2 separate regions of the Mus musculus genome follow, and region 2 is linked to region 1. Evidence: chromatin contacts called from public HiChIP or PLAC-seq data. All regions are on one chromosome and are shown on one strand. Each heading gives the region's core, a stretch centred on a gene start, on an enhancer-like site or on the middle of the called end of the contact. The rest is flanking DNA. Distances are from core to core; before and after follow the strand shown. Region 1 holds the start of Otx1 (orthodenticle homeobox 1). Region 2 overlaps Gm51939 (a long non-coding RNA gene).

The links. HiChIP or PLAC-seq counts read pairs in DNA pulled down with a chosen protein or histone mark.
Region 2: a contact with region 1 is called in an H3K4me3 HiChIP or PLAC-seq map of stem cell-derived neural progenitor cells, with 13 read pairs. The contact joins the enhancer-like site here to the promoter of Otx1 in region 1. A contact is called at or near these places in 1 of 39 promoter capture datasets (cranial neural crest) and 6 of 115 datasets of contacts at active chromatin or transcription factors (astrocytes, craniofacial prominence, embryonic forebrain and 3 more).

The regions. Positions count from the first base shown.
Region 1 is chr11:22,000,035-22,003,159 of GRCm38.p6, reverse strand. It overlaps Otx1 (orthodenticle homeobox 1), which reads left to right and starts at 1,509. Exons shown (of 5, transcript NM_011023.3): 1 at 1,509-1,612; 2 at 1,971-2,038. It overlaps Gm32517 (a long non-coding RNA gene), which reads right to left. Exons shown (of 3, transcript XR_003949861.1): 3 at 2,576-2,726.
Region 2 is chr11:22,558,673-22,561,797 of GRCm38.p6, reverse strand. All of the region lies in intron 1 of Gm51939 (a long non-coding RNA gene), which reads left to right. Among named protein-coding and RNA genes, the nearest start is that of Gm51939, 24 kb to the left of the region's middle. Within about 2 kb of position 1,482, at least 77 of the 459 cell types and tissues checked have an H3K27ac peak or open chromatin away from gene starts, as enhancers often do. A contact at or near this core is called in embryonic forebrain, forebrain and stem cell-derived neural progenitor cells, where this site is marked.

The sequences.
Region 1 (3,125 bases), core at 260-2,759:
ATTTTGAGAGACCAACAAAAGAACCGACCAAAGCCTTATTAAAGGTCCTAAGAAGATCTCTCGGTCCTTTGAGAAGCAGTTAAGGAAACAGTGTGCCCTCCGTCATATTCTGTTACCGTATTTTATTCGGACTCCAAAGAAAAGTGTCGCGTGGGGGAGGGGAGAAGCACTTTGATGAGCGGCAGTCGCGGCCCTTTTCACTCAGCGGGCTCCCCCCTTCCTTCTGGTCGCCCCGCACCCGGTCAGCGACCACAGCGGACCGCGCGGCCTGGGCATCGCGGTGCTCCGCTCTACCTTGCTCTCGGCGGCTGCCGAACTCACCCACGCACATACTGTGGTTCAAACTTTTCGCCCGCCTGTTGGGGTGAGAACGGCAGAAGATGAGGAAAAAGAACTAGGAAAGAGTGTAAGTGTGGTCCCTAGTATTCAGTAGGAGATGCCATGTAAAAATATTGCCTTGTTCGGGGTTGGGCCGAAAATACTCTTCCCTCTCGCTTTGAAAAGTACACACAAGAAGACGATCTCAGCAAGTTTATTCGGCTGGAAACTGGGGTCTGCCAGTAAGAACAATCCGGGGAAATTGTTTCGAGGAGGCTCCTCCAGTAAGGTGTAGAAAATGAAGTGAGAGGGATCGGGGTGTGTAGCCACATTTTCCACCAGACTGTTCGTTGTAGGTGGAGATCTGGAAAGACTGACAGATTGTGAAAAAGAAAGTTTTCTATCAAATCCATGAGAGAGAGAGAGAGAGAGAGAGAGAGAGAGAGAGAGAGAGAGAGAGAGAGAGAGAGAATGTAAGGAGATTTGAGTTCCAACGGTTCCGAAGAAGCTTTTAGGACTTGCGAACACCTTTGGTGAGACTGCCTGGGAGCCCCTGGAAACGCTGTGCAGCTGGGAATTGGCGGCGCCTCCCCTGCCGGTGCTCTTTCTGGGCGCAAGAGTCCCGGGTCGCCGCAGGGCGCCCTGCGCGCCGAGAGCTGCACCCCCACTCCCGGCTCCGCTCAGCAGCCCGCGCCGGCGGCGACCGCTGGTTGTGGGGGAGCGGAGGAGGAGTTGCTGGGGCCCCAGGGAGCATCAAGGAGTGCCAGGGGCCAGCACGCCCCGAGTCCTCGGCCTGGGAAGCCTGGCTCCCACAGTGCGGCAGAGCCTGGCGGCGCGCGCGCGCGAGCAGGAACCGGTTATCCAGCAGCTTGACGCCACTCCTCCGGAGCGCGGCCCGGGCAAGGGGAGGGCGGGGGCCCTCGGGCGAGCCTTGGGACCCGGGGCCCCCTCTGTGCCAGCAACTCCGGCGCAGCCTTCGCCCTCCTCAACTCGTTCTGAGCGGAATTTGCCAACCTAGACCCAGAGTTAGCGCGCGACCGGGGCGGGGCCGGCGCGCGGGGAGGGAGGAGGTGGGGGCGAGGGAGGGCGGGGGCGCGCGGAGGTAACCCGGGCTCGCCATTGCCCAGCTCCCTGTCACTCAGTCCGCTCTAGGCCCCCTATTGGAGGCCGAGCCCCGTTACGCACTCGCCTCGCGTTCACATACCCGGGGAGGGCAGTAGAAAGGTGATCAATCTTCATCAGGCTACATTTCCAATCACCTAAACAACCGAGCAAGACAAGCCACTCCGACAAGGTAAATTGCTTGATTTATTTAGTTTGCCAAGTGACTATGCAGGATTTCTCCAGTCCCTACCGCCTCCGGCTTGCTCCGAGAGAGTGCAGCTGCCAGCGCAAGCCACCTCCTAACTCTGTCCCTCGAACACCCCCTACTCACCCACCCCACCCCCCGGGTCCCGGGCGAGGCCAGGTCTTGAGAGGAAAAGCATGTGGGACTTTGCAACAAAGTGTTTGAGCAATAAAGTGAAACCTGGAGGTACACGCACAGAGCTCCTAGAAAAAATGCAGGAGACGGGAAGAGGGAAGTTGAGGGAAGAGGAAAGCCTAGGGTCCCGCCGTCTCCGGGGTAATACCTGTGCGCCTCCGTTTTGCAGGTTGGCTGCCGGCGAGTCTCGGTGAAGGCGAGAGGTAGATGGTGAAAAGCCGCGACTGCGGAGGGCAGGTAAGGAGGGAGTCGCCGGGCCGCGCGCCACCCCGGGACGATGGTGGCCCCTCTCGTCTCCCCGTCCTCTAATCGACCCCCGCTACCTCTGTCCGGGGCAGGTGGGCGGGGTTGGAGTGAGAGGCCGGGCGCCCCTTGGCTGCCCTGGGGACCCCAGGCCGCTCGGGAGCCGGCCGCCCCCTCCCCCGCCTCCTCCGAAGCTGCGGAACTGGGCTGCTAAGTTAGACGAAAGTACTCGAAAACTCACACCGCAGCCGGGCTTAGCCGCGGAGGCTGCAGGCCTGTGGCCCTTCGGCCCAAGCTCTTTGAATCCTTCCTTTCCGCCTTATGTGCTCGCTGACCTCCCCCCACCCCCTTAGTCTAGGCTGAGGGTCCCCCAGGGCTGAGGCGGGGAAAGGAGTTGGGATGGGGGAGCTGCTTTAGTTTTACCTCCCTTTCTCCCCGGAATCTCCTACCCTTGGGTCCTGGGATGTAGCTTCAAGCCCCCCGCCGGTCCCAGTCATACTCCCAGAACCCCTTCTTTTGCTGGAGCAGAGCTGCGTGGGCTCAGAGTGTCTGCGCCGAGCCTCGCCCTCCCGGTCGGCTGTGCGTGAGCTTTACAACCTGAGGCCTAGTTCCTTGCTCTCCATCGGGTTCATATAGGACGGCCGATGCGACGCGACCTGGCACGCTAGGCCTTCCAAAATCCCTAGAATGTTTGGGGCGCTGGGTTGGCCATCAAATTCTGGTGGGACTCGGTGTGCTTAGCAGACTTGGTAGAAAGAAGGCCCGCCTGTGCGAGCAAAGGAAGAGGGGTGACCGCCTCGGAGGTACCCCTGACCTTGGGCGGCATCCTGAAACTGCCACTTCTACTGTGGTGCCTTTGGCGTCTTCTTGCCGCCTTAGCCTGGCCTGGGCCGCATCTACCCTGGAGGTGCGGTGGGATTCCTGTTCAGCTATCTCTTAGTGCTAGGGGCCCAGAGAGGTCAACTAGAAAGGTGATTGCAGGCTCTGGGGTAGGAGGCAGCGCTGGAGATCTTTGAAGAAATGATGTGGCCAGTGAGCCTTGGCGACCCAAGGTGTATTCACCTTGGGCCTCTGTATTACT
Region 2 (3,125 bases), core at 233-2,732, 560 kb before region 1:
TTGCATTAAGATGTTATAATGGATGAAAGGAGGGTAAGATTGCTTACTGGACAAGCATGAAGAACTGAGTTCACATTTTAGTACCAGTGATAATAATGATAATAATAATAATAAATAATAATAAGCCTGGCGTGGCCACAGGAGCCTACCTAAGCATTGTACAGGATGGAGATAGGACCACCCCTGAGGCTTGCTGGTTACTAACTTAGCTTCAAGTTGAGTGAGAGATCCTGTCTTCAAAGAATAAGGACACCTAATGTCCTTCTCTGACCTTGCTGAGTGCGCATACTGGTTCATGCATCAGTATACACATGTGCATATACAGTACACTCAAGCATTCCTGTGTGCGCACACACAAGGACACACATATGCACACACAGACACACACAGACCCAGACATACATGCATGCTCGTGTGCACACAGACATATACAGACACAGACACACATACACATACACACGCATACATATGCACACAGACACACAGACATACAGACATAGTCTCTCTCTCTCTCTCATTACTAAGTAGCTTGTACATTTGAGCCCTGTGGCTTCCTCATCCATGCACTGCTGAATCAGTGAGCGTCTCCTTGTTTCTCCAGGACCAAAAACTGATTTCAAAAACTATTTGCCTGGTATTTTGTAAACCTTTATCATACATGCTGATGAGAACCCGCAGCTTCTCATCTAAGCTTTAAAAATGTAGAAGCCCTGATTCATGGCTTTGTAGAGCTGCAGAGGACTGAAGAAGCTGGGATTGTGTGCTAACAAGCAACTCTCTCATTCTCAGCGTTCCAATTCAGTCCCTTTCTGGAGAAACAGGGCAGTGTATGGGCGGCTTAGCTGGCTCAGAGCCAGCGAGGATGCAAATAGCTTTTTTCAGAACTGCCTTCTTCCCACCCTGCTGGCTGGCCCCATGTCTTCTCTGGCTTCTCAGCTTGTATCTGCTGGATTTCTGCTTTATAAAAACCAGCTATCAGTTTTATTTTAAGGGAGGTGGGGGGGCAGGTGTGGTTGCCAACTCATTGCAAAGCCTGTCTGCTTCCCAGCTTCACCAGTGGCCTCTTGCTCCAGGCCTCTTGGCTGTTTGAAATAGGAAAGGGGTGGGTCTGGGGAGCCCAGAGTTACCCCCACCTAACACTTTTCATTTGTTCTGCATTCTAAGTTTTGGCTGTAAGTCTCATAAGGATGTAACAGCATCTTCCTCATCCTAGAACGTCCAGGGTCTGCCAGGGCAAAGGACTTCAATGAATCTGTAGAACAGAACTATAGGCAAGCTACTGAATATCTCAGTTTGAATTCCAGTTCAAATAGCACTCTGGGTCTTTTTAGACCACCCCTCATACAGTTTTCTCATTTGCAAAGCAGGAAAAGTCACTGTAATCACAACAGTAACATAATACAACAATAATACAACCAGCCATGTGTTGTACAACCCCATTTCAGCCAGTGACAGACATATACAAAAGAGATCCTGATGCCAGCTGCTACTGGGAGGGCTGGAGGGAGGGGTTTCAGGTTCTTTCCTCAAAGAACTGAGCAGAGACAGGCAGTTTATTAAATGACAGTGTGCTCTGATGGAGAAGGAAGAAGACTGGAGCAGAGAAAGGGGTTGGCACCACGGTATAAGAGTGGAAGCTTTTATGTCACACAGTATGGGCTTTCTGGGTCATCTTTTTTTTTTTTTTTTTTTTTTTTTTAAAGATTTATTTATTTATTTATTTATTATATGTAAGTACATTGTAGCTGTCTTCAGACACTCCAGAAGAGGGGGTCAGATCTTGTTACGGATGGTTGTGAGCCACCATGTGGTTGCTGGGATTTGAACTCTGCACCTTCGGAAGAGCAGTCAGGTGCTCTAACCCACTGGGCCATCTCACCAGCCCCTGGGTCATCTTTTTAACATGGACTTTTTTATGCATACTCTGTCACCTGTAATTTTATGCATAATTTCATGACTTACATATCTGATTAGCATCTTAAACCTGTACTCAGGGGTATCTGTTTTTGTATTTAAAAATTTTAAAAATTTGTATATGTGCATGTGTGTGCCCGGGTATACGAATATGTTTGCACACAGGTCTATTGGTCAGAGGACACTTTTGGGGTTGGCTCTTATGTGTCTCCTTTTGTTTCTGTGACTTTGCAGTGCACTCTGGGCTAGCTGTCCTCTCCCATTTCACTAGTGCTAGGATTGTGTGTGCCACCACATCCAGCTTTGGTGATTTCTGGGCATGGAGCTCAGGTCACTAGGCTTTTCCCCCCGGGCCATCTCCCTGGTTATTAACATAGTTTTTTTTGTTTTGCTTTAAGATTTACTTTTATTTTATGTATGTTTTGCCTACATGTGTGCAGACTGTTGTGATCTGCTCTGTAGGTTCTAGGAACTGAATGCTTACCCCCTGCAAGAGCAGCAAGTGCTCTTAGCTGCTGGATCTCCTGTATTACAGAGCCACAGGTCACCTTTGGACGCTCTGCTGTATGGCTGCGTTTACCAATAGCTGGTTTTAGTCAGTCTTGCCAAGGATTTTCCAGCCTTCTTTGTCAATGTGTTTTGTTGTTGTTTTAATATGTTCATTTTGTTAGGCTTTGTGCAAGGTCTTCTGGACTTCTCTCTCTACCCAGTTCTCCCACCTCAGGACATAAGGTTGTAAGACGCTCTGGCTGTCTTAGTTTGCATAGGTGCATTCTATGGTGCTTGCATGCTGGTGAAGTAGTATTTTTCAGGACATCTTCCCTTATAACAACTTGGAGCAGTAAATAAAGTAGTAGTAAGATCATATAACATTTCACAAGCACCTACTACAAAGGGGAATCTTTTTAATTAGTCTACCAAAGGGTTTTTCCATTAGTAAAAATTAATCAAATACCTATCTCTTTAACTGTCAATCTACTTTGATCACCATGCAATGGCCCAGGATGCTGCTCTGAGTTAGTGTAATTCTAGCCTGTAGTAAAGCACTTGGACAGATGTGTTCTTCGATTAAGAACAGAGATATCAACAATGACAGTGGTATGTGACCCATTTTTATTGCTTTCACTGACACATCTGGTCTGTGATCCGATTTTGAGAAAGCGTTTCAATGTCCCCACTTTGGCTTTTGAATTGGATAGGTCTGCATCAAC